2 separate regions of the Gossypium raimondii genome follow, and region 2 is linked to region 1. Evidence: chromatin contacts called from public Hi-C data. All regions are on one chromosome and are shown on one strand. The core of a region is the stretch at or near the end of the contact, and the rest is flanking DNA. Distances in the headings are between cores, read along the strand shown. Region 1 holds the start of LOC105777284 (methylenetetrahydrofolate reductase 2). Region 2 holds the start of LOC105778078 (3'-5' exonuclease).

Region 1 (6,113 bases), core at 203-2,702:
TGCGTTTTTTTCATGTCGTTTACGAATGATGGTATCTATTACAGATTTATAACACTTGCTTCTATTCACGTTCTCATTCTCTGATTTATGTTGGTCAGCTAAGATTATCATCGATAGAGACACTGGGAGGTCTAGGGGTTTCGGTTTTGTAAACTTTGCTGATGATGAATCTGCCAGCAATGCCTTGTCAGCCATGGATGGTCAGGTGAGGGAAAAAAGACATTGTTATATGAAACATGTTTCTGGTGAATCTGGTATTTGATTATTTTGTGGTACTGAAATTACAGGAACTCAATGGCCGAAATATTCGAGTAAGTTATGCCAATGAAAGACCTAGTGGCGGCCCTCGAGCTTATGGTGGTAATGGTGGTTTCCGTGGTGGTGATAGTTTCGGTAGGGATGCTGGTTACTAGGCTCTCGCATCAAAATCTTTCCATAATCATGTTCCTAGAGCTAGTAGATTTGATGATACAGTTATTTATATTCGAATTATATGCTAAAACTTATGCAACTAGTTTTCTGTAGTTAGAGGTTAATTAATTGTGATTTTGTCCTTGAAAACTTTATTTTTAATTAATAAATATTATATGTATAAAAAATATATCAAAAGAATTAGTTGATGTTTTTACAAAATAAGATATATTTAACATTTTGATAAAATATCAATTTTATCAAAAATATATTTTATTATATAACTGATAATAATTATTTAATTTTATAAATTAAAATAAAAAACTTGAAAATAATATATTTATTAATTAAAATATTAAATTAAAAAAAGCTTGAAACAATATAAAATAAAAATACAAATGCACTAAGAAGAGGAATCAAATTTGACATTCAAGCATAAAATCACTGTTAATTAACCATCTAATTGAAGTATTAATATATTAAAATAGTAATTAAAAATAAAAATAAAGCCTGAAACAAATAAATTAAAAATATAAATGTGAGGAAAAAAGATGTGAAACTTAAAAACAAAACCACCAAAAGATAAGACGTGTTAAAAAATAACTTTTTTAAAAATGGTATTTTTTATTAAATTCGGCCAAAAAAAGAATAATGAAAAGGTAAAAAGCTGATTCAGTGTACGAACTAAAAAGAGGGATGAAACTAAAACAATAAAATAATAGTGAGTTTTGGTAAGAAAGCGAAAATACAACCGCCAATTTTGTGATTCATTCCAAGCTGACGCTGTTTGTGGTTGGTAAGCAATACATACGACAACCGTATTGTACCTTATGGTCTAATTTCCTCTCACTCCCTCTACTTTTCTACTTTTTTTAATTTAAAAAATTTAATCTCTCATTTAAAAATCAAAGTCGTTAAATTTAAATTTATTATATATTTTCAAATTAAAGAGATTGGTTGTACTAAATTAAAAAAAAGTGCAAAAGAGCAGGGGCATAATAATTAAACCGTATGGAATTGACCATTAATGGGCAATTACTGAATTGAGAATGGGATAAGGCCATTGGGTTGTTGAGTGGGCAACAGAGTCATTTCAAAAGACACCAACCCCGATCCGTTCCGTTCCTCTCTCAAATACAAATACTCCCATTGCAATGCCTCCACCTCCCATCTCTCTCTTTACCAACCACAAACCCATTTGTGAGTCTCTTTTTCCTATTTTTCTGGGATATTTTTGTGTTTCCATGAATTTGGGACAATGTACTACAACATATGTTAGATTTGGACTTTCAGTCTTTGTTTAGTGCCTTGTTGATTCTTCACAATGTATTACTTAACAGTAGACCGCTTACTATAATTTTAGCTCATCTGATCTTTGACTTTTAGTTTATCATTCATGCTTTATCCTATACGATTTACTTTGAAAGGATTGATTTCAAGATTGCCCATGTTTATCTTCTTCTATGATGTTCAAAGTGATCGTTTTTGCTCTGAACCATCAGTTAATTCTTTTAGATTCAGATTCGGGTTTGGGTTTGTTTTGTTGCGACTTTCTGTTGTTCTTTTCTTGTTTTATCTCTTCAAACACCTCAGTTTCATATTGAATTCTTGCAGAAGTTGGTGTTGGTGACACTGAGAGTTCAAGATCCAATTAAAGATGAAGGTGATAGAGAAGATCCAATCTTTGCAAGAAGGGAAAGTGGTGTTTTCCTTTGAGTTCTTCCCTCCAAAGACTGAGGATGGAGTAGACAACCTGTTCGACAGAATGGATCGTATGGTTGCTCATAACCCGTCCTTCTGTGACATTACATGGGGTGCAGGTGGTTCCACTGCTGATCTCACTCTCGACATTGCTAACAAGATGCAGAATATCATCTGTGTGGAGACGATGATGCACCTCACTTGCACCAATATGCCCGTAGAGAAGATTGACCATGCTCTTCAGACCATCAAGTCCAACGGCATTCAGAATGTTCTTGCCCTCCGAGGTGACCCCCCTCACGGCCAGGACAAGTTTGTCCAGGTCGAAGGCGGCTTCTCCTGTGCCCTTGATCTGGTAAAGCCATTGCTCATTCTGCCCTGTTTTTATTTCTTAATATACATATGTTACCAACTTTTAATTCCTATTCTAGGTGAAACATATCAGATCTAAATATGGTGACTACTTTGGCATCACAGTTGCCGGTTATCCAGGTGCTTTTCATAGACATATATACATATATAAGAGGCTTGTTCATGTGGCTTTTGATTATTAATAGTTTGCTTTCTTTGCTCAGAGGCACATCCCGATGCCATAGGAAATGATGGTGTAGCCACACCTGAAGCTTATCAGAATGATCTTGCTTACTTAAAGAGAAAGGTTTTACTCTTTAACTCATTACTTGATTTGAAAATATTGTCTTAATTCTAATTTATATTGGTTAATTTTTGTGCTAAAATCTTCTTTACTACATAGGTTGATGCAGGAGCTGATCTGATTGTTACTCAACTGTTTTATGATACTGATATCTTTATCAAATTTGTCAATGACTGTCGCCAAATTGGAATTAACTGTCCTATCGTGCCGGGTATTATGCCCATTAATAACTACAAGGGTTTCTTGCGAATGACTGGCTTTTGCAAAACTAAGGTATGCGGTATAACATGATATTTTTGAGCATTAAATAGTATCAATTTAGTAAAATTTATTCAAATAGTGCATGTACTAGTTGGATGTTTTTGCATAAAGGAAATGAAAGCAGCATCATTCTTCTCAAAAGGCTAAAAGATACAAGATTCTGAAGGCCTCTAATTTGGAAGTGCATCCCACTTCATTCTGATGCACTCTTTGCTTGTTTTTTCTTGGCAACTGATTATTACAACTGCTTATAAAGAGTGGCCACAAAAGCTATTTTTGGTGGCAATTTCTGTTAACATTTTTAAAATGTAACACCTGCATGGCTCATTGTAGATACCAGCTGAGATTACTGCTGCCTTAGAGGCTATCAAGGACAACGAAGAAGCTGTCAAAGCCTATGGAGTTCACCTTGGAACAGAAATGTGCCGCAAGATTTTAGCTCATGGGATTAAGACATTGCACCTTTATACATTAAACATGGAGAAATCTGCATTAGCTATCCTAATGGTTGGTTTTTGTTATCCCATATTATATCATTATTTTGGCATGTAGAGGTGATTATGGAATAGCATTTACTTCTTTAACTTTGAAATTTAGAAAGGAAAATTCTTGAACTAGTATGTAGTTCAAGATTTCTTCCTCCTTCAAATTGAACACTTGCAGGGTTAATAAGAACTCTTAAACTACATATTTTTGTTCTTCACTTATTTTAGAAAACCTTTAACTGCCTCTTAGCATTTTCAGTGTCAAGCTTTCCTGTCGTTTACTTTCAAATAATTAGGTGAATATCAGTTCAAATAATGAAGGAAAGCAAAGACAGGCAAGTATAGAATAAGATTGGGGTTTACTCACAAATTTCGTTAAAATGACTTGCTGTTCAATTTAAGATAAACTGTAAGGAACTTACTTTTCTTCTATTGAAAGTAAATGATAAATGAATTTTGGCAATAGTTTTGGGTCAGCTACATTTATCTTTATTTTCCAATGTATTATCACTTCATTTGCACCATGCTAATCATAGGCTTATGTTGGCAGAATCTTGGATTGATTGAAGAGTCCAAAATTTCAAGGTCCTTACCTTGGAGACGCCCTGCAAATGTTTTTCGTGTTAAAGAAGATGTTCGTCCAATATTTTGGTGTGTGATAGATGTTGAACTTCAATGTCTTTGGCTATATATCTTCAGTTTAGTGCGTTATAATATTAAATATTCATGGATATCTGACGCTTCTAGCTAATGATGGCAGGTCTAACCGTCCTAAGAGTTACATAACCAGGACTATTGGTTGGGATCAGTTCCCACATGGGCGATGGGGTGATTCTCGAAATCCGTCCTATGGTGCACTAACAGACCATCAGGTACACAAAGTGGTTGAACCTTTGCCCTTTTCTTTTGTTTGGTATAAATGATATCAAAACATCTTTGATGCATTAAATTTCTCTTGGAGTTACTATTGATTATATGAAACCTCAATTTGAATAGTAAATGTCAAATACATTTATAAGTAGTATATGCTAGATGCTCATAGGAATTTGATAAATTAGTTAAACGTTTGATTTTTTTTTCTATTTTTTTATTCTTGCGACTCATACATTTGTTTTCATGTAAGAAGTTATTCGTTTTTATGATATTGTTTTATTGCTCAAATATTGATATGTCGAGCACTATAGTTTGGTCAGGGAACTGTTGCCACTAGTCATTAGTTCTTTTGTATGACCAAAGTGATTAATTTCTTAACAGTTCATGAGGCGTCGAGCACGTGACAAGAAACTTCAAGAAGAATGGGCTACCCCATTGAAAAGCATTGATGATATTCAAGAGGTACTAGAATTTGTTGCTTGGAATCTATTCAGTCTTTTCTAGTTTTATGTCAGTCAAATATAATTATGATATTGTTCATCTCGAACTGGTTTTTGTCAGAAATTTAAAAGTTTTTGTCTGGGTAAGTTGAGAAGTAGTCCTTGGTCCGAACTGGATTCACTTCAGCCTGAGACAAAGATCATACATGAACAGCTGGGAAAGATCAATTTGAAGGGTTTCCTTACTATCAATAGCCAACCTGCTGTCAATGGTGAACTCTCTGATTCTCTATCTGTCGGTAAGTACAAGTGTTAGACTTTAAAGAAGGAACTGAATTATGTATTTTATTGAGCATACAATTGGAAGATTATCCAAAGAAACAGACTGCTATTTAAACTTCAAAATATTAAGAGCCTATGGTTTCTCATCTTACAGTTTTCGTAGTAAAAGCTGGTGCTGTTTTTTGCTCTAACTTGTTCAAACTTGGCTGCTTGCAGGTTGGGGTGGCCCTGGAGGGTATGTTTACCAGAAGGCTTATCTTGAGTTTTTTTGCTCAAAGGAAAAACTAGATGCACTTGTCAATAAATGCAAGCCCTTGTCATCTATTACCTACATTGCTGTCAACAAAAAAGGGAATTTGATATCGAACATTGGCGCGACAGATGTTAATGCTGTAACTTGGGGAGTGTTCCCAGCCAAAGAAATAATCCAGCCAACAGTGGTGGATCCTGCCAGCTTCATGGTGTGGAAGGATGAAGCATTCGAAATCTGGTCAAGAGCATGGGCTGCATTGTACCCAGAAGGGGATCTGTCGAAAAAATTGCTAGAAGAGGTTAGCAAATGAACTTATCCAATCTTGAGCAGTAGTTGATCACTTTGATGCTTGCTAGGGTTTCACCTAACCTGATCTTATAGAAGGCCTCCGGTTGCCTACCCTATATTCTTCACTCAAGCAACTTCATTTTTCATAGGATTATTGACAAGAATCATATAAATATAATAATGAAATGGGTTGGTTTCCATTTTTGCAGGTTCAGAGCAGCTATTATTTGGTGAGTTTGGTTGATAATGATTACATTGGTAGTGATGTTTTTGCTGTTTTTGGAGACCTTTGAAGATGAGATTGCTGCCTTCGAGCCCTGAACTTACCAAAGCTCTTAAGCCCCATATAGTATCATTATGTTTGAGTTGTCAGGTTATTTTTTTATAATGATTTCATAAAAAAAAAAGGAGAAATTTGTAATAATAATTCCTTGGAATTTAACCCTTCTCTTCATCATGCAAAT
Region 2 (5,586 bases), core at 1,499-3,998, 210 kb after region 1:
TCCAGTGTCGGCAATCACTATCAAACTTTTGATTTGCTAGATCTGAAAGATCTTCCAAAGCATTAACAGATACTTTATAGTCACTGAACACCTTGACAGCATCGCCATCAATTGCAACTCCAACCTGTTCATTCACAAGCATTATTTCGAAAATGTATATAAACCTGATCAGAAATTCAGGAGTTTAGGTTGCCAATTAACAGATTAAATGTAAAGATATTACTTTTATAATTTTGGAGTCCTCAAGAAGAACCTGCAGACTTTGAGGTATTCCAGAATGAAAAATATGCATCACATAACAATACTGACTGTCACAACATATCTGCATCACCGCAGCCTTCCCAGGCAAAATTCCTGCAGTGTCAAAATTCCAAAGATAAACATTTATCCATGCAGTATTGTATAATGCAATTATAAGCAAACTCCTTGTCCCCTTTGCAAAAGCATAAAAATGAGTATAAAGTTTCGTTCTTATACATATAATTGAATGGGATGCAAGGATGCAACCGTAGTTTTTATTCCCAAACTAGGCAGCATTTTAACCAAATCCATCCACCCAACACGATGCAGGAAGAGGTTCTAAAGATGTGTTTGTAACACTTAGGGTGGGTTTGGATGGGCGATTGGGTGCCGTGCGGTGTGTTTAGCTTACTTTTTGTCTCACGATACAATATCGCTACAGTATTTAATCTCACTGTCACCGTCATTTTTACACTAACCGCAGGTAAACACACCGCCCATCCAAACTCACCCTTAGATTGAAATGTTAGCAAGTAATTAGTCCTCTGTTATCGTGTTCTAATCTGCAAAGTCCCTGAAAGTCATCCCCATTTCCCTTAAGTACATTCCATGGAATTTTCAATAAAGATTGCCACTTCATCAATATGATACGGCACATAATATGTGTTTTATACTTCACCACAAATGTGGATACAACTTGTAATTGTTTTAGTTGGATGATGAAGGGTGGTGGTCCGTCCTTTCTATGGTTCACCAATAAAATGTATTTTAATTATTAATATAAAAGTAAATTACAAATACTCATTATATTTGGTATTGCATTATTTTCATTTATGTATCTTTATTTAAGACATTGTTAAAATATGCATCCACATACTTTTATCTAACTTTTAGATCCTTTTAAGCCAATTCCAAGACTTAAAAAGAAAAACCAAGCATGCAGACACATACAAGTGTTGGATATCAATACCAGAGTCCACACAAGCCAATGTCTATAGTACCAAACAGATACTACTTTTCATGAAAGTTCAAGAGGGCAATACAGAAACCAGATAGACAAGTGACATGTTAGTAGAGGTGGTCAACCAAATCAGTATATTTAGCCATGAATTCTGTGTACTAGTACAAATTCAATATGTGCATGTTTCAATGCTATACTAAATGCAATCTGAGAATGATCTAAATAGACCACTTCTACCAGAAAGTAGACAAGATAAGGGAAAAACATGAATATAAATAACGGTTTGAAAGCATACAACCATTTAGGTTATCACAGTTAAGAGTATTTCAATTAAAAGGAAATGATCGGTAATGGCAACAGCAACTCATGAAACATGGATTAAAGAGCTATATTGCTTTGACTCTTTATTTTACTACAGTACCTGTATCCAACGCATATTTGGACAGGAGTATGGGATATTACCATTCGAGGATCTCCAAATACATTAAAAACATAGGAAAAAATTGAATATATCTGTGTTGGGAACTTACCCATATCCGGCACTCACACCTAAGGCCGAGTAATATAGGTAAAGAGTGCTTAGTTTCTGCTTTAAAAGAAATTATAGCAATGCTGCTTTATGGAAGAAAGGAAGAGGACAACACCAAACACAAGAGATATATATTTTGTTTCAAAATGTGGCATATCAGAACCACTAAACATCAAAAAAAAAAAATTAAAACTACAAAAAAAAAAAAAACACAATGCCAATTCTAGCATAAGTATTCCATCTAGAAATCATGCAATTTGAAAAAAATTCCAACTTTAAGTCTCAATTCTTTAAAATAATGATCAAAGATACCTTAGGGAGGTTTCATATTAACTTAAGAAATTTTCACATTTATTTGTTTTCACACTTTTTTTTCTTAGGAAACAAACAGAAAGGATTATATGAAATGAATGTAACAATACAAGGAGGGTAAAGGAAGCAAACCTTTTTGGAAAGAGGGCTTCCACTCAATATCAAACCCTAAAGCAACTTGACCCATTTCTTTCTTCTTAATTTCAACAATTTTTAATAGCTCCATTGCAGCATTTTCTACCTCATCTTCCGTAAAGCTATACAAAATATGACCTCCAAATCTCAACGGCGGATATCTAAGCCTTGTATTAGCTGCCAATCAGAAAAATCAAAGGGTTTACTATTAGTTCATTTATTTTAATTAAAAAACGGGTAAAGTAAGGGATAGGAAATACATTGACAACGAGCGAAGGAAGACGGAAAAGAAGGCGGGGGTGAGAGAATAGAATGAGGCAATTGGCGGCCGGTTTTGAGGTTATCTTGATGATGGACGGCGGACTTGCGTTTCTTGCTAGAAGATGAAGGAGGAGGAGGAGGAGTGGCTTCAATGGCATCCATTAGTCGGATCACGTCTTCAGTGAAACGGTCGTCCCAATCCAAACTGAAACTATTGTTTTCTTTGAATTCCATTTCTATATCTGAAATGGAAGTGAGGGGCGGAATTAGAGGGAAAGAGAGCTTAACGTTCAAATTTTGTTAATGGCGTCTGGTAGAGTAGTCGATGGGCCGATTTCGAAAAGTTTTTGCCAGGACTTGAGCCCATCCCAGTCCAATTCGCACAATATACTTTCTATATTAATATTCTAAATAAAAATCCTGACAAACTTTTTGTTTCTCCAAAATTTCTCTAAAAATATTTTTGTTAATAAGAAATCAAATCTTATATTTTCTCCAAAATTTGTTCTTCCTATATTACATTGCAACTAGGTATTGTTTGATAAATTGAAAAATCAAGTGAAAAAATTAAATTTTAAAAACATAAATACTAAATCTAAATTATAAAATTTATTTAATATATTATCTTTTTTTTAAATAACATAATATAGTGATCATTTTAATTACATAAAATTGAGTTATAACATGAAAGTAGATATTAATTTTATCTTCTGAATATAAAAATATTTAATATAATTAAAATTTAATTTGGAAAAACTTTTACACACTCTTAATTCTACTTAACAGAATATCTTATGCCATATGTTGTTCCCAGCATTAAAATTTAAATAAAATATATAAATATTTTAATAAATAAACATTTAGTATTTCTAATTTTATGTATATAAATAGAGTTATAACATGGAAAATAACCTAAGAATTAGAGATTTTTTATATTTTAATATAGAAAATATTTTTACAAACTCCTAATTCTGCTTAACCGATCTTCTACCAAATTTTAATTCTAATTTACATTAAAATTTAAACATTGTTATAAATATCTTATTAAGTGGATGTCCATTATGATCAAGATAAAGTTTTGATATGCTTTAAATTTTAATAGTTATTAGAATTAGATCTCTACTTCTTTTATACTTCTTATGTCTATAAATAAAGATTCTGATAAAGCATTGTAATCATCCTTTTGATTAATAAAATACATTCTCTGTTGCTTGCATATTTTCTTTGTTCTTTATTCTCTCCATCTCTCTTTAGTTTATAATACGTTATCAGCACAATGATTCTCTATATTTTTTCAAAATCTTTCGAAGTCATCCTACAAATCAAATTCTTTTTCACCTTAAACTTTCACCCTTACAAATTCATCTTCGGGATGTTGAAAGATTCAATCTCAGAATGGATTATGGTTTTTATTCCCGATCTTTGATTTATTGTACAAGCATGGTTAAAGTATAGATTTGGTAAGAAACTTTTATATTTCGACCATATGTTTTTTTTTAATTAAGGTATGACTACTATTAATTTTTATTTGACATAAATTTTACATTCGATGGTATTTGATTTTTGCCTTTCTAGGTTTTTTTTATGTAAAAGACATAATTGTTAATTAGATATGTTTGTTATTAATATGGTATGTTTCTCTATTATTAATTTTGGTAAATAACTCTTTTGAAGTGTTTTTTAATTAAGTTATATTATGCATTATATTTAGATGTTTTGATTATTAAATTCTTGTTATTAAATATTCTTGAAATTTTAATTATGGTGGAAAGTGTTATTAACCTACCATTGTTGATTAAAGGAAATTTGATAGGATTTATTTAGTCTTATTAATTTGCTAATGTTGAATGATTGTATGATATCTTTTAAATTGAATTTATAAATATTTAATTAGAGCAACATAATATTTTATAATATATATGTGATATTGAAATTTGGTACAATGTGTATCGGATAATTTTCAAGCATCGTTACGAAAATTTTGATTGTTTATTATATGATTTTTACAATTAGATTATAAATGTTACTACTGAAAATAAAGTTGTTTTACTAATTGTAATAGTGCTCGTGATTATAGTCAAGGTGATGACAATGATGATAAAGATCTTGGTATATTTTACTATGTTTTATTTATTATGTTATGTTTATTATAGTTGGAAAATAATCATGACAACATGAATAGATAGATTTTGATTTGAAATCTCACGCATGTTTGCGATAGTGATTATGAAAAAAGAATCTATTGGGATGTTTATAAGTCCATCCTACTAGATTTGTTACATTCCCAAGTGAATGTAAACATAAAGAAAATAAAAGATATAAGTATAGACCACTAAAAGTGGAAACATAGTAATAAATAAGAGAACAATGAGAGTTCTCAAGATAACTCTTCAAAGGGTAAAGATAACTTCATTATCAATGTGATATGAAATATTATTGGCCACATATGTGGCGTATGCCCAAATATTTTATTTCTATTAATATTCTTTGAGAAATGATATGAAAATGTAGTAATGAATTTTATCATTATAGATAGAAAATATTTATCTTATTTGGTACTAAAGCAACCAAATATTATTTCAATATTTGATAGTACAACATTAGTTGAAAGCTCTAGAAAAGCTAATATATCAATATCTAAAAAGTAAAAAGTTGTGATTTAATGCATTACTTTTAAAAGATATTTGTAATGGATCTCATATTGAGATTGTGAATGAGAAAATATTATATTTCATATGAATAAAAACTAGATTGGGTTATTAATTTATATTTATTTTATAATATTTGTGATATTCTTTTGTCATCATCCCCATTAAAGGATTGAAAGCAAAATATTTTCTTGTGAAAAATTACTTATGAGCAAAGAATATGATAATTCTATCTAAAGCTTATTATGGTTGGATGCACTTAAAGTTACAAGTTTTTTTAAAACTGTGAGTATAACTCTACAGTATTCAGAATAAGTTCTCAATTAAAATTACTTGGTAAAATATTACTTATAAGAACTTACAAGAGAGAAAATTTATGTATGAAAAGTCATTGGTTATGTACCTGTTGTATACCTGGAAAATAAGATCCACTCTCAAAGCTTGCTATTAATAGATTTTTGGGCATTTGAAGATTTTGGCATATCTACATATTGTTATTC

The links. A called contact is a pair of places that touch in the nucleus more often than the background predicts.
Region 2: a contact with region 1 is called in a Hi-C map of leaf, with 5 times the contacts expected there. The contact joins the promoter of LOC105778078 here to the promoter of LOC105777284 in region 1. A contact is called at or near these places in 2 of 2 Hi-C or Micro-C datasets (both in leaf).

What each region holds. Positions count from the first base shown.
Region 1 is chr10:26,402,269-26,408,381 of ASM2569854v1, forward strand. It overlaps LOC105777284 (methylenetetrahydrofolate reductase 2), which reads left to right and starts at 1,453. Exons shown (of 12, transcript XM_012600458.2): 1 at 1,453-1,611; 2 at 2,026-2,467; 3 at 2,544-2,604; 4 at 2,688-2,770; 5 at 2,867-3,040; 6 at 3,362-3,535; 7 at 4,064-4,164; 8 at 4,274-4,385; 9 at 4,768-4,848; 10 at 4,948-5,125; 11 at 5,325-5,659; 12 at 5,859-6,113. The coding sequence starts at 2,069. The coding sequence ends at 5,942. It overlaps LOC105778252 (glycine-rich RNA-binding protein 2, mitochondrial), which reads left to right. Exons shown (of 5, transcript XM_012601917.2): 4 at 99-205; 5 at 288-561. The coding sequence ends at 413.
Region 2 is chr10:26,614,113-26,619,698 of ASM2569854v1, forward strand. It overlaps LOC105778078 (3'-5' exonuclease), which reads right to left and starts at 2,749. Exons shown (of 6, transcript XM_052621833.1): 1 at 2,438-2,749; 2 at 2,175-2,354; 3 at 254-354; 4 at 1-124. The coding sequence starts at 2,672.